3 separate regions of the Mus musculus genome follow, and regions 1 and 3 are each linked to region 2. The links are chromatin contacts, called in public Hi-C and HiChIP or PLAC-seq maps. All regions are on one chromosome and are shown on one strand. The core of a region is the stretch at or near the end of the contact, and the rest is flanking DNA. Distances in the headings are between cores, read along the strand shown.

What was found. HiChIP or PLAC-seq counts read pairs in DNA pulled down with a chosen protein or histone mark. Hi-C and Micro-C count contacts between places; a contact is called where the count stands out from the background.
Region 1: a Hi-C map of uterus shows a contact between it and region 2, with 8 times the contacts expected there. The contact joins two enhancer-like sites. A contact is called at or near these places in 6 of 484 Hi-C or Micro-C datasets (nephron progenitors, neural progenitor cells and uterus) and 1 of 115 datasets of contacts at active chromatin or transcription factors (embryonic basal ganglia).
Region 3: a contact with region 2 is called in a CTCF HiChIP or PLAC-seq map of the NIH/3T3 cell line, with 5 read pairs. The contact joins two enhancer-like sites.

What each region holds. Positions count from the first base shown.
Region 1 is chr7:71,383,311-71,388,113 of GRCm38.p6, forward strand. No RefSeq gene overlaps it. Among named protein-coding and RNA genes, the nearest start is that of Gm36260, 5.9 kb to the left of the region's middle. Within about 2 kb of position 2,966, at least 20 of the 459 cell types and tissues checked have an H3K27ac peak or open chromatin away from gene starts, as enhancers often do. A contact at or near this core is called in uterus, where this site is marked.
Region 2 is chr7:70,427,613-70,431,954 of GRCm38.p6, forward strand. No RefSeq gene overlaps it. Among named protein-coding and RNA genes, the nearest start is that of B130024G19Rik, 64 kb to the left of the region's middle. Within about 2 kb of position 1,924, at least 39 of the 459 cell types and tissues checked have an H3K27ac peak or open chromatin away from gene starts, as enhancers often do. A contact at or near this core is called in the NIH/3T3 cell line and uterus, where this site is marked.
Region 3 is chr7:69,571,054-69,575,755 of GRCm38.p6, forward strand. No RefSeq gene overlaps it. Among named protein-coding and RNA genes, the nearest start is that of Gm23815, 75 kb to the left of the region's middle. Within about 2 kb of position 2,953, at least 15 of the 459 cell types and tissues checked have an H3K27ac peak or open chromatin away from gene starts, as enhancers often do. A contact at or near this core is called in the NIH/3T3 cell line, where this site is marked.

The DNA.
Region 1 (4,803 bases), core at 1,716-4,215, 960 kb after region 2:
CAGACTCTAAAGAAACAACGCAGCCGATTTGAACTTTCCTCAGGCTGCAAAGTGTGCCTGCAAAAGCAAGCGGCTTCCAGACTACAGTAAGAAACAGCTCCCAGCAGCCTGGCTCACAAGCACTGAGCAGTCACCAATCCTTCCCGTTTGAGCATCTTTGGTTTTTGCCTGCAAGAGGCAAAGCAGGGAGCTGGCTCTGTAATGTCCTCCTAGTGCTGGCACAGTTCTGCGCTTCCCCTGGAACACACGGCCTCCCCCAGCTCGCCTCCGCACTTTTGTTTTATTTACGAATATGTTGCCAGAATTCCAATGAGTTATCTATTCTGCGCCCCGTCATTTTCCCACCGAGGCCTTGTCGCCGGCTGACTCAGGGTCCAGTCGCAACAGTGAGAAGAAAAGAAGACAGCGAAAGAATTCTTTTCAACTTTTTTTTTTTTTTTTTTTTTTTTTTTTATGTTTCACTCATTTCTGTCTCTGTCTCCTCCCGGGCCTCCTCCCCTCCTCTGCCCCCTCCAACCTCCAGGCCTCCCCCAGCCTCCTAGGCCCTCCTTCGCCCCTTTATGTTACACGATCGCTCAAATTGAAGCTCAGGAGGGTCCTATAGGGAATGCATAGGAACCCTGGGAGAAAAAAGCCCCAACAAGCTATACACCAGATGTATAATGTTATATGGTCAAACTGGCAAACACAAAGGCTCAAAAACAAAAGGCGTGAATTAGGGAGAGGCATTCAAAGGCGTGTTTTCAAAACAGCCAGCCAAGAGCCAGGATCCCCCTCCTGAGACTAAATGCTTGAAAGAAAAGGTGCTAAAGAAAGAAAGGAAAAGAAAAAAAATTTAAAAGCCCATTTTTTCTAATTAGCTGAGGCCTAACAGGGCCCTGAATTTAGCAACTAGTTTTCATCAAGGGGGCTGTGCCTGCGAATCTGGAAAAGATGCTTTGAAACCTATGATGTAGGCCTTCTTCCAACCAAAGCTAGGCTGGGTCCTTGGGTTGTTTGTTTGTTTGTTTGTTTTGTCTTTTTTTTTTTTTTTTTTTTTTGTGCTACTCCTGGCTTTGCTTTTGTGGATCTACCTTGCTTCATATCACATTGAGTCCCCCTTTTTTTCCGCCCACATCCTTTTCCCCTAATGCAAATATTAGCTGGGTATTATAAAAAGAAAAAATAAGCAGAAGAGAAAGCCACAGAGGGGCTCTCTGGCTCTCCTGGTTCTCCTTGCCAGTCACAGTGTAGAACTGCTAAGCAATTCATTCTATCTCTGTACAGAGCACCCAAGGCTTTAGGGAAAGGTGTCACCTCAGAATGTCTGCCTGCTCCTGTGTGCCTGGCTGGGTGCTCTCTGTAAACACTGGTCTTGGACATAAAAGGCTCTCCACCACTGTGAATTTAGACTCTGGAGCCTGATCTCTGGCTGAGGGGGTTGTTGTTTGTTGTTGTTGCTGTTGTTGTTTGATGCGGTTAGGCAAGGTTTTCAAGGCTGTAAGGTATATGGCAGCCCAGCTGTTTGCTCCCTAACCTTGGAACCTTGGCAAAGGACACACACTGACAGAGGCAGTTTTACATTTTATTGTCTTCCTAACTTGTTCAAAAAAGAGGGTGAGGCATGGACTGAACCTCTGCTGCCTGACAAATTATGAATTTGAATTCTTCAAACACATTTTCAATAAGAAAATAAAATAGGACTGGTAGGTGACAGTTGGGGCACAGGCTTCGTTTAGAAGGGAGGCAACTTTAATTGCTTCATGGCCTGGCTCCGATTGCCTGTGGTCCTGCGTGGGGGGTTTAGTAACAAACACTTGTTCTAATGAGTTGGCCTTATTAGGGGGCTCCTCGTAGTCTTTCATAAAGAACAGAGCTATTCTGGACTTCTGAATGCAACAGTCTCTTGATATTCTCACGCTAAAGGCTGTAGTGTGAGATTGCATTTCCTTCCCTGTGCTTGCAAAAGGCGTCTCATTTTTAAAGGCAAAAGAGTGGGCAGCGGAAAGATAAGAAAATACAGAGCTTGCAGGTAGCAGTTATCCCATGGATCCGAGGCCATCAAAGGCACTTGCAAAATTATTATGCTAAAAATGCATTTGCCTTCACAGCTGAACAATCTGGATTTTGGTTCAGTCATCTCCCGGAACATTTTTTTTTTTTTGACATACTTGTGGCAATGGATAAAACAGATTCATTAGCTTTGATTAACCTTCTTTAACTTGAGTTAAAAACCTGCTGGAGGCAGCTGAGCTACCAATGCAGCCTTAAAGATACTTTATCATGTTTAAGACCCAATTACTGTTACACTGAATACGAATAACACATCACAATAAAATGTGGTACAAACAGGCACTCCACTGCACGGCAAAGAGTCATTAATTTATAACAGCGACTTTTCAGTCTCTATGGTCTGTCTGATGGCTGCCCTTAATTCAAGTTGAAGACTCTACAACTGGAGGCTGATATGAGAAACTCTGTTCCCCAGAGGTATTGACTGTTGGATATTCTCCCCCTGCTTTAGGACGCAGTCTGAGAAAACTCATTTGGTAATTTCAAATGAAGGTAGCAAAAGGTAAATTGAGCCAGCAATTTTGTACACACTCTGAGGAAAAGGGGTAGGTATAATAGAAGGGGGGGAAAAACTTAATATGAAACTTTTGGGTTTGGAGCACAACTTTTCAATAATTAGGAATATTTTTCTTTAGAAAATTTAAATATTAAAGAGACAGACCAGTAAACTCAGTTGAGTTTATTTTTAAAAAAGAGTTACAGTGAGGTGAGCAAGGTGGGGAGACAGAGCAGTGCACAAGGAGTTAATTTTGGATTTGACTGAACAGGGAATAATGAACAGTGAGATACTGCAGCTTTCAGGCAAAACAGAGTAACGACAATTAAAAAGAGAGAGGGAGATAAAGAGAAAAAACAATCCCCAGTCAGTTAACTACCAAGAGCAGCCCAGTGTTTGAAACAGATAAACCGGAGGCCACCAGGAATGCTGCTGTGGCCCACGCCGCTGCCGCTGCTGGCTTTGTGCAGGGGTGCATGGTAAACGGTACACCATTTGTGAGCCAACTGTTTGTGGGTTTCTTCTCATCTGCTTTAAAATATTTGGTTTTGCTGTATTTCCACAATAACCACAGCACAGTCTCCCACCCCCCACAACAACAGATGTGTGTTCTAAAAGGAAATAGAGACACTGATATAATCAGACACTAGTTAGAGGGCTTTCATACCAAATTCTCCAGTAAATTCACAACAACAACAACAACAACATCATCAACAACAACAAAAAAAAAACTCACAACCACTGATGGAATTAATCTAAGGTCCTTGATTATTCGAAGTTCTTAAAGTTTTCATTTTGCATTTTGCGTTTGAATGTATAGGGCTTTATGTATCAAGCTGCCACATAATTTTCCCTTCAGTTTGAGCCTGTGACTGTGAAACAATTGGAAACTTAATGCCTGTTCTCTCCAAATTTAGTCCCATTATCGTTTTAAGAATGTGCTCTACTTGATCATACAGAAGGGAGTGGGTGGATGGTTGTTTAGCTGCTAGCTCAGCGATATGTTGGGTAACACATCTCCCTTAGGGCTTGTTTTATTGATGTGTGTGTGTGTGTGTGTGTGTGTGTGTGTGTGTGTGTGTGTGTGAGAGAGAGAGAGAGAGAGAGAGAGAGAGGGAGAGAGAGAGAGAGAGAGGCAGAGAGAGACAGAGAGAGAGAGAAAGATTACAGGGCTATAAGATCTCTTCCTAACAACTAACTAATATTTGTCTTTTCAAAGCAAGAGAACAAGTATATTTGTCAGATATTTGAATAAAACAACCCCCATTTTAATTTTGAAAGGGGATAGTGATTATTCCTTTGAAAATCGTATTTTATCAACAATGTGTCTGTACCAGAGTTACATGACCTTCTAATGTGTATCAATAGCGACTTAAAGAATATTACATGTTCCATATAATATCAGATATTTTAGAGTCTGTTAGACTATCAAGTAAGCATAGTTGTTCTCTCAGATAAATACTTTTGTGATCTTTGGACTATGGCATTTTGGACACAGAGCTATAGTGTCTAACTTTGTTCACTTGAAAAAGCTCATTTCATCTCCTTTCATTTGCAAATGCTAATAGATAGATGATATTCCCACACCAAGAACTAGTTAGGCAAAGAAACTAGGATAGAACTTTTAAAACAATTATAGTGATGATCACTTTGGCTTTCTGCCTCTATATAGAAGCTGGAACCACTTAACCCCAAGCTCTGATCCAGCCCCCAAATGCCTGGAAACTCTCTTGACCCCAGGCCTGGGGAATTCAGAGAGCAATAGACTAGCCTTTCATCAGCCAAACACGAAGGCCCTTTGGCGCCTAGAAAAACTTGGTTCCCTTTCCAGAGACTTAGTCCAAGTTTGTTCCATGGCACAAACCTTGAACTCTTAGTTTACTTCATTCTATGCAATTGCCCCAGTACAACACCACCTCTTGCTTTTCTATAAAGAGGCCTTTTCTGAGCATCTGATAATCTGTTCCGTGGGTACCTGACATCATCATCCTATCATCATCCTAGGACTCAAAATTTGAATTGGATACCAACTGTAGTATGCACTAAATGCAGTGTTATGTGACATTTGTATCTGTTTCCATGCTTACTGCTATGAAGCCCCATACTGCTCATATTGCTTAGATACCTACCAGGACATTAGACTTTGATTTCTTGGGAAGTCCTAAGTTTTTGTTTTTGTTTTTGTTTTTGCTTTAAAAGCAACCCCTGGGCTCTGGCCAGTTTTATTCTAGCTTATTGATCTGAGAAGAGCTAAT
Region 2 (4,342 bases), core at 674-3,173:
GAAAGAACATGTTCACTATCAATATTAGTACATTTAATGATGAGACTATGAAGCTCAATTAGTCTCTTGAATACTACTTACTCTATTTAGCATATCACATGATGAACAAAATCCTTTCCCAGACAAATAAATACAGAAAGATACAGTCACTCAGTTTTAGACTAAAATTTGGCCAGGTGTGGTGGCACATAGCTTTGATGCCAGCACTTGGGAGCGAGAAGCAGGTGGATCTCTGAAGCTTCATGTACAGAGTAAGTTCAAGGACAGTCAGAGCTATACAGCAGGACCCTGTCTCAAAATGTTGGCAACAACAACAACAACAACAATAACAAAAATTTGACTTAAAACATATTTAACTTGACCACAGTTTGCTGACTTCAATTTCTCTAGGCCAAAATCTTTAAAGCGCTCAACTAATTTTTTTTTTCTCCCAGGGAATGCTTCTCTGTGCTTTATGAGGCTCTGTTAATTCACAATGTGTTTTGATAAAAGTAAAATTTAGTAAACACTTAGTAACATAGGAAAAACATCTGGTAATAGATGTCTCCTTTGCCAAATGAATTATCTCAGCTGATAAAAATCAGTGTAAACCTGCTCTCCTCGCTGCCTTCTTCATGCCCGCCCGAGGCTGAACCCGGAAGAGGAGGCAACTCAATTTGAACTTCAAAGAGTCTGTCAGTGAACAGCAACTTACGTAACTGTGGATGCTTTTCTGTCTGTGAGTGTGCACTGTCACAAGCCCACCTGAAAAAGTTAGCATGGATATTGGACATTGTCTTTCTAGCTTATTCCCAATCCAATCAGTTATACTGAAAATAGGCTGCTGGCTTTTTATAGTCTTAGCTTCTCAAAATGATTAGTGCTTCCTTGAGATACTCCATTAATTGGCCACACAATCCAGGCTGTAAAGGCTGAAGCCCGAACATATATGGAAAAATGAATGGCTGTTGCAATTTAAGGGCCTTCAAAAGATCTAATTTGATTTTTAAAAGTGATCTTGAAGATAGGAAAATTAAAGGTACTCAGAAACAAGATCTGGTTTAATGACAATGTAGATACAAAAGCATTTTAAGGTTCTAGGAGCCTTGTGCTGAATTCTCTTTTTATTTAGCTATTAGATTGGAATGATTGGGCCCACAATGGGAGAGAATTATATGCTGGATTTTATGGGCGGTTATTTCCTTGATCAAATCATTCCATTCTTCCCCAACTTATTTCTGAAGTGAGTTGCCATCTCTCTTTGTAGATTTTCAATCCCAGAAGTCATTAGTGAGATCTTAGATTTTAATAAAATAAGTCTCTTTGCTTGCTTTGTTTTAACTATTTCATTATTGAGCCAATTCTTTTCATTCCAGCAAATGGTACATTTATTCCCACTTAGAAAAGAAAACAAACAAACAAACAAAAAAACTCAAAAAACAAAACACCCACAAAAACCAAAAATAAAACTTCCCCTCCATTCTAATGACATCTTCAGTCATTAATGAGTTAATAAAAAAATCTTAAAATCATCTGGGCTAGATAAGGGGGAGAAAAGAAAGCATCGTTCAGCATCAGGCTTTTGGGGCTGCCCTTCCAGATGTCATGGGTCAGTCATGTTAAGAATGTGTGCGTCCAATCGTCTGCTGATTTTTATCAGCAGGCTCTCTAGCAGGAGCTGACAAGGGCCAGTTTGCAAGTCCCGATGAATAAACAATGGCTTTTTGGATTGTTGAGGGCTGTGTAATAGAGCGAGGAGTTTATGTATACTAAAGCATGATGACACTAGCAATCAATATGCCAATTACCAGACAAGTTATTGGAGGAGGCACTCACATGTCTTCAGCCTCCTCCTGCTTTGAAGGGGCCCCTAGAAGGGAGAGTCCCTGTTCTCAGAAACAGGCGGGGTCCAGGTCTTGGAGTTCAGACCTGGATGATGAGTCACTCCAGGAGTTGAGTGAAAAGCCACAAGATTGCCTGCCCTTAGAAATTCCATCTGGGTGTGTGTGAGAGGTGGGGCTTAGGTATCTCTCTCTCTCTCTCTCTCTCTCTCTCTCTGTGTGTGTGTGTGTGTGTGTGTGTGATGCAGTGTATATGTTTGTGCATGCACTTGTGCTTGTATGTGGCAGCCTGTGGTTGATGTTACACAGCTTCCTCTAGGGCAGCGGTTCTCAACCTGAGGGTTTTGACCTCCTTTAAGAGTATGAACAACCCTCTCAACTGGAAAACACAGATATTTGCATTACTACTCACAGTAGTAGTAAAATTACAGTTATGAAGTAGTAGTAAAATAATTTTATGGTTGGAAGGGAATCACCACAACATGAGGAACTTTATTAGAGGGTAATACAGGAACATTGAGAACACCCCCTCCCCCCACTGCAGCCTTCTCCCTCATTTTTTGAGACAGATCTCATTGGAACTTACCTTTACAAGCATACACACACACACACACACACACACACACACACACACACACACACACGAGTTGTTCTAGGTACCCAAACTCAGATCCTCATGTGGGGTTTCTTTTTGCAAGAAATTTACCGACTGAACCATTTCCCCAGTCCTGGGGTTTGGTATGGTAATGCTTATCTGACAGGTATTGGATTGTTATATAGTGTATCTTCTCAGGTTTGTCCCCTGACCAGGAGTGAGAGTGTCACTTGAGAGCTTATTAGAAATGCAGGACCTCAGGATCTTCTCTAAATCTAGGAAAAGTGACGACAAGCCATTGCAGTACACGCGATGTCTCGAGCCCCACGGCTGTAGAATAAATAAATGTCTGCACTCTACTCATTGAACCAACAATGGTCAAGCTCCCCAAAAGATGGCTGCTTTGCTGCTGGTACTCGACAGGATGCTAAAGTTTGCAGATGATTTACGTAAAAAGTGAGGGCCAATTCCTGAGATTATCTTCAAAGTCGCTAATAGCAATCTCGCCATATGGTTAGATGTATTTTTTTTTCAAAGGGGAGCTTACATATCCACATGGATCTGGAACAAACTGCTGTGTTGCTAGGGGTGCTCGTGGACATCTGATTTTCTGCTTTTACCTTCCAACTACTGGGGTTTACAGATGTGTGCTACTGTAGTCAGTCTCGTGAGCTAGGGATAAGATACAGGTCCTTGGGCCTGTGAGGCAAGCATTCTACCAATTGAGCTACATCCCTAGTTGCTAGGTTTTTGTGAATGAGCCTGATGTGAATTACTTTAAGAAAGAGAAGAATAGATTTTTGTCTATTATTTAAATAGAGAAAGTGAGTGGATTTGTAAAACATATTTTTTAAAAAATCTATTTGTGTGTGTGTGTGTGAAGGGGAGGTTTGCATGCTGTGTGCCATGGTGTGCTTGTAGAGGTCAGAGGATTATTTTGGGGAGTTAGCTCTCTATTTCTACATGTGTGGGGTCCGGGGATTGAACTCACGCCATCAATCTTGGTGACAAGCACCTCTACATGTTGGACCATCTCTCTGGCCTCATTAATACCTTTAATGAAGAGGAATCAGAAAGAAAAATCAACAGATATGAAGTATTTATTTGATACCTCTCTACTGTTCCTTTGGCAGTCAATGCTGTGTTTGAAGGGCACAAGTCTTTGTGTAGTGGAGCGTGGTCTACTGTTTCCATCATATACCTGTCGAACACCCAACCTGCCTTCTTGAGGGGGAGGTGAACAATCACCTACTCATGGAGGAGTTCCCAACTTCTTATATTTTGATCTAGAATCTTCCTAAAAAGTCAGCTGAGAGTGTGCTGAACTTTCATAAAAGGTGGATTAGTGTAACGTGTGTGCCCTAGGCATTAGTGTCCCACAGAGAACATTTCAAAGCAGAGTCACAAGAAATAATACAAAAAAATTTAATAAGTATTTGAGTCAAAGTGAGTTAAACAGGGCTGTTTGCATACAGCAGACTTTCCCAAGCCTTGAACACATTACCATGGGTTCTCTGCTAGGGAGATGGCTGCCACTGGATTTGATTATCAAAACTCCTTTTTAAAAGATGGTGGCACACACCTTTAATCCCAGCACTCAGGAGGCAGAGACAGGCAGATCTCTGGGTTTGAGGCAGGACAGCCAGGGCTACACACAGAAACTCTGAGAGAGAGAGAGAGAGAGAGAGAGAGAGAGAGAGAGAGAGAGAGAGAGACTGTAAAAATATAAATATGCCAAGATCAACTTTCAGGTGTCATGGGTTCAGATTCTTAAGATAGCAAATACCCATGGGCAGAAGCACAACCTGTGTGTTGTACAGGAAAGAACATCAGTATGATAAATCATTAAACCCTCTACATATGACATCAGGATTACTTAAGTGGTGGCTTCATGCCAACCGGAAAGGTCATGTAACCATCAGCAAAG
Region 3 (4,702 bases), core at 1,703-4,202, 860 kb before region 2:
TGACTTTAAATATCCCTTACTACTTATTTGATGAAGTTATTTTGGTTTCAATGATATCTAAATTCTGTTTGAACACAAATGTCTTAGAATAGATTTAGTCTAAGTACTGAATCCCAAGCAACTATCCCTTACCATTCTCGGCACATAGTAGGTGCACATTAAACATCTGTGGAATGATTGGAAGGACCCTGGAGCAAGCATGTTTTAAAATAGAACAGGATTTTTAAAAAGAACAGCAATGTTTTCTGGACTTGTAGATAATTGCCTGTGATAGTTATAAGAGGAAATTAAGGTTTGAAAGTGAGATGTTCACACTGACTGGAGAATTATGTGTGGTGTCCTCATGGTCCTGTAGTATTAGACCTGCCTCCAGCTCTATGAGCTCTGTGAAAACCTGTGGAAACACCAGCAACAATCTCAGAAGTCTGGCCTCTCTATAGTTCTGACATCAAGGTGTTATCAATTTCACCTAACTCGATCTCTAGCCCTCTTTTCCTTCCTTCCTTCCTTCCTTCCTTCCTTCCTTCCTTCCTTCCTTCCTTCCTTTCTTCCTTCCTTCCTTCCTCATATGTTATATATATATTCATTGCATTTTTGCGTCCACCTCTTGTCTTAAAGTGGATATTCCTTCCAGCTTTTGGTAGTTTTATTCAGATGACTTCTGTGGACCCCAAGAGTGAAAAGACTGGACAATGATTGAGTTTTAGGTTAGTGAGTTCATTTCAGCATAATATGGCTCCTTTACAGATAGGTGTCTAAATCAACTTGCATCCTGAATAGCAATGATAGACTCTTCCTTTATGTGCTGTGTCTAGTACATACTCAGTGAACAACCCATGAATCAGTGCTCAAAGAAGGTTGCACCTGATAGGCATACAGAGAACAAAACAAGAATCCACAGAAACCCCCACATGTGGAGAGCGCATGATTTACCTGGAGAACACTATAGTCCAAGCCCATTTCAGGGATTCCTTTGTCCTCAGAGATTCCTCATTACATGGGTCCCCATGTCATCTCCAGTTTTACAAGTACAAAGATGGTCGGAAGAGGTTTGAAACCTCAGGTGACTAGCACACAGAATAGCAACTGGACCCAGTGACACCTAAGCCTGCCAACCACAATGCCAGTCAAGAGAAAGAGCAGGAGAAAGGAACAATCAGACTCCTTGTCAGCAGACTGTGACTCCAGGAAACAGAAGTGGAAGATCTGTAAAGGGCAGAGGACCACCAAAACCAGCAGAAGGACCAACAGAGATGCTCCCCAGTTTAGCAATAAAGAAGGGGCAGCTTGGGAATTTGCTCTCATCATCCCGAGCTTTGAATTCATCACTTTCCTCAAATATAAAGCACTGCTTATAGTCTCCTTGTCTCAAGACTGTCACATGATCTAATCTTGGCATTTAGCACCTGTGACATGACATCACCAGGCCTTTACTCACAGTCATTAATTTATGAATGGTGGAATCCATAAGTTAAGGAGAAAGCGCTATCAAATACTACATACATAGTTACATATAGAAATATATAAAATGTGTTTATTTAAATGTTTGTACATACATGGGCATCTACATACATGTAAAGAAGAAAATGCAACTTTAAGTTCAAGCATCTTTATTAGCCATGGCATACTTCTCTCCTTGTCCAAAGAGAGCTGAATTCCCCATGCATTTGACCATCTGCGAATTTTAAACCTTCTGTGACACATTTACAAGTCCAGTGTTTTTTGTCCCCAAAGCCCACTCTTTCTGCTTGAAGTGGGCAGGCAAGCTGCACACACGGCCTGGCAGAGCCCGGGTTCACTGTAGCTATGGGAAAACTGCCTGCAAAAACACTTAGGGAAAAAACATTGCATCCAATCTCGAAAATTAGTATTAACTTCAGATGTTCAGATTTGAGTAGGGAAGGCTCTGGTCGACGAAAGACAGGGTCCAGTTATCTCACAGAATAACACAGTTGTAAATCTGAATAAAATTAAAAAGAGATCAAACCCTGTAGACAAATGCTTTGGCTAAATGCCCTCTCTTGTGATCTGAATACCAACTACTGTGTTGTATAGTCATTTATAAAGGGGCTTGGAGGTAGGCAATAGTGTGGGGGGGGAGGGTCATTAATTTCAGCCCACCCAGAAAGGTGTTAACTATGCCCCATCCTTCTGGCTAGATGATAATGAAGCCGCCTCTTTTGTGCCTCCCCAGAGGAGGCATATATACTGTATTACTCTACAACACTGTTAGTACAGTGTGATTGCAGTGAATCAAATCTTGTTTATCCTAAGGATGGGGTGGGCTTGCCCAGCTAGGGGTTTTATTTTTAATTGGGGTTCACAGCAGACTGAACAACCTCTTAGTTGAAAATTCTGGATAGCTCTGGGGGCACATTTGGTTAACCCTCTCCCTGCTGATGCCTACCACCCTTCCCAGGGATTGCTGAATTTCATCCACAAAACGCGTTTGATCCCACAAAAGACATACTAAAATATATCTTTCTGAAGAACCTATATAATTTGAAGGAGACTCCCAGAGTAAACATTGGGATTTACTTTCGTGACTCTGGGCTAAAAACGTATTGTTATTCTCCACTAAATATTTTCCAGATTCATTTTGCACATTGAGATTTGGGGTCCTGAAGATGTTTCAAATGACTCATGTAGAACATGAGGACATTAGTTAATGAAGCAAAGACTAAGTTCTGCCAGTACATGTTGGCTGGCGACATGTGGTTTCTGTTCTGGTGACATCCATGCAGTTACAGGAGAAAGAGAAGACTGTGCCATGGATTTTTAATCTGGTAGTTGCTAGGACGGCATCATTTAGAACTCTAAGGTACTGTTTATTTTCTGCCTGAAGTGGGCAGCCAAGCTGCACACATAACCTGGCAGAGCCCATTAGGGGCAGCATCACAGGGAGGACTCTGTGCTTTGTAGTGACTTCTGGTACGCCCATGGTGGGTTTCAAAGCCTCTTCACAGAGTGACTCATGGGTGGTAGGCTTCAGTGTCTCTTTATTCACTGACTCATGGGTGATGTACCAGCGTGGGAAGAACAAAGGTTTTGAAATCAGAGTCGGTTCAACTTTTTCCCGAAACTCAGTGTGATTATAAAATTAAAAAAGAAATATAAGGCTGGGATAATAGAACAGTTAATCAAGTGTTTCCATTGCCCCAAAGGGGTTGTGTGTTCTGTTGCCCAGTACCTGGGTGCCACATACTTATAATTCCAGTGCTGCAAGGCAGAAGCCAGAAGATTTCTGAAGCTTGTGGGCCAGAGAAAACTAGCCTACTGATTTTCTTTCTCAGAGGCAAGATTCACACCACTGAGCAACCCTGTCTAAAAAATACATGCCCCACCTAATCACAGCCACATAGGCACACACACACACACACACACACACACACACACACACACACAGAGAGAGAGAGAGAGAGAGAGAGAGAGAGAGAGAGAGAGAGAGAGAGAGCAAGAGAGAGAGAATCCAAAGGGACATAAGTTTTGTCAGCACTTAGTAGCATATCAAATAAAAATTGAACAGGAATTTCCTGGCAACTTGCAAGTATACAGTTCATATATTTCTTGTAGCCCTCACTCATGAACACAACATCTAAGTCTTACCGTTTCTTTATATGTATATATTTTGGAGGAAGAGATGTCACAGATTTATCTCTGATACCTTCTGATGAAGAGCTCAATGAATGTTCATTGAACAAGTGCCAGTAGCCCAAATAGAGTCTAAGTAATGTTTCATTAGAAAGCAAACTTGGCCAGAATAGACTCTATCCTATGAGTAATGATTAAAGAGGATTCAAGGATGGTCATTTGTTATCAAAATGCAATATAACATGCTGGCTCCAGGGTTCAGAGGGTAAAGTGACTAAGAGGAGATAGAACTATTTGCCATGATGGAAATACAGTTAGTTTGGGAGGATGAAGTAAGTGACCCAAGGTTTAAATGGGACCACAACCAACAAGTAGGTTTTCCCTGGAGCAGAAAAACAGGAAAAGATTTTTGTATTGGGTTCAATGGTTAAAATAAACGTGACATAGAAAGATGCATGTGTGCACTGTGGAAAAGCATGTTTTAAGTACAGACACTTGTCACTTTCTGCAGCTCAGAAAGGAAGCGATTATGAATGATACCCCCCCAAAGAGACAACTGACAAACAGAAATTCATAATAATTTCATATACTAAAGTAGGTTTGGAAATAGGGTACCTTACATATAGAACTTACGCTTCAATAGAGATAACACAGAGACCAAAGTACATGACTAATATTCAACACCCTTTTCCACGTCTCCATGTGAAGCAACAGGAATCACTTTGTCATCTTCAAAATTGGAAATTATGATCAGTTTGAATTAGAAATTACATATGATTTGACTTTTTAAAATAAATAAATAATTTTGGAAGTTAATAAAGCATTTAAGCTGGTATTTAAATGTAATAAATTCTAGACTCTCAGTATTTTCCAAGTGAGAAAGCACACCCAAATATGAGGGTTCTTACTTCTTGGTGTGGCAAGCAACCTGACACTGGGTATCAATATTTCAGACTCGAGAGAGGAACATGTTTGTACCACAGTGAGATGACATCCAGACATCCATTATGTGCATTAAAAAGATAGAAAGATAGAAAGAAAGAAGGCTAGAAAGAAAAAGAAAGAAAGAGAGAAGAAAAAGAAAGAAAGAAAGAAAGAAAGAAAGAAAGAA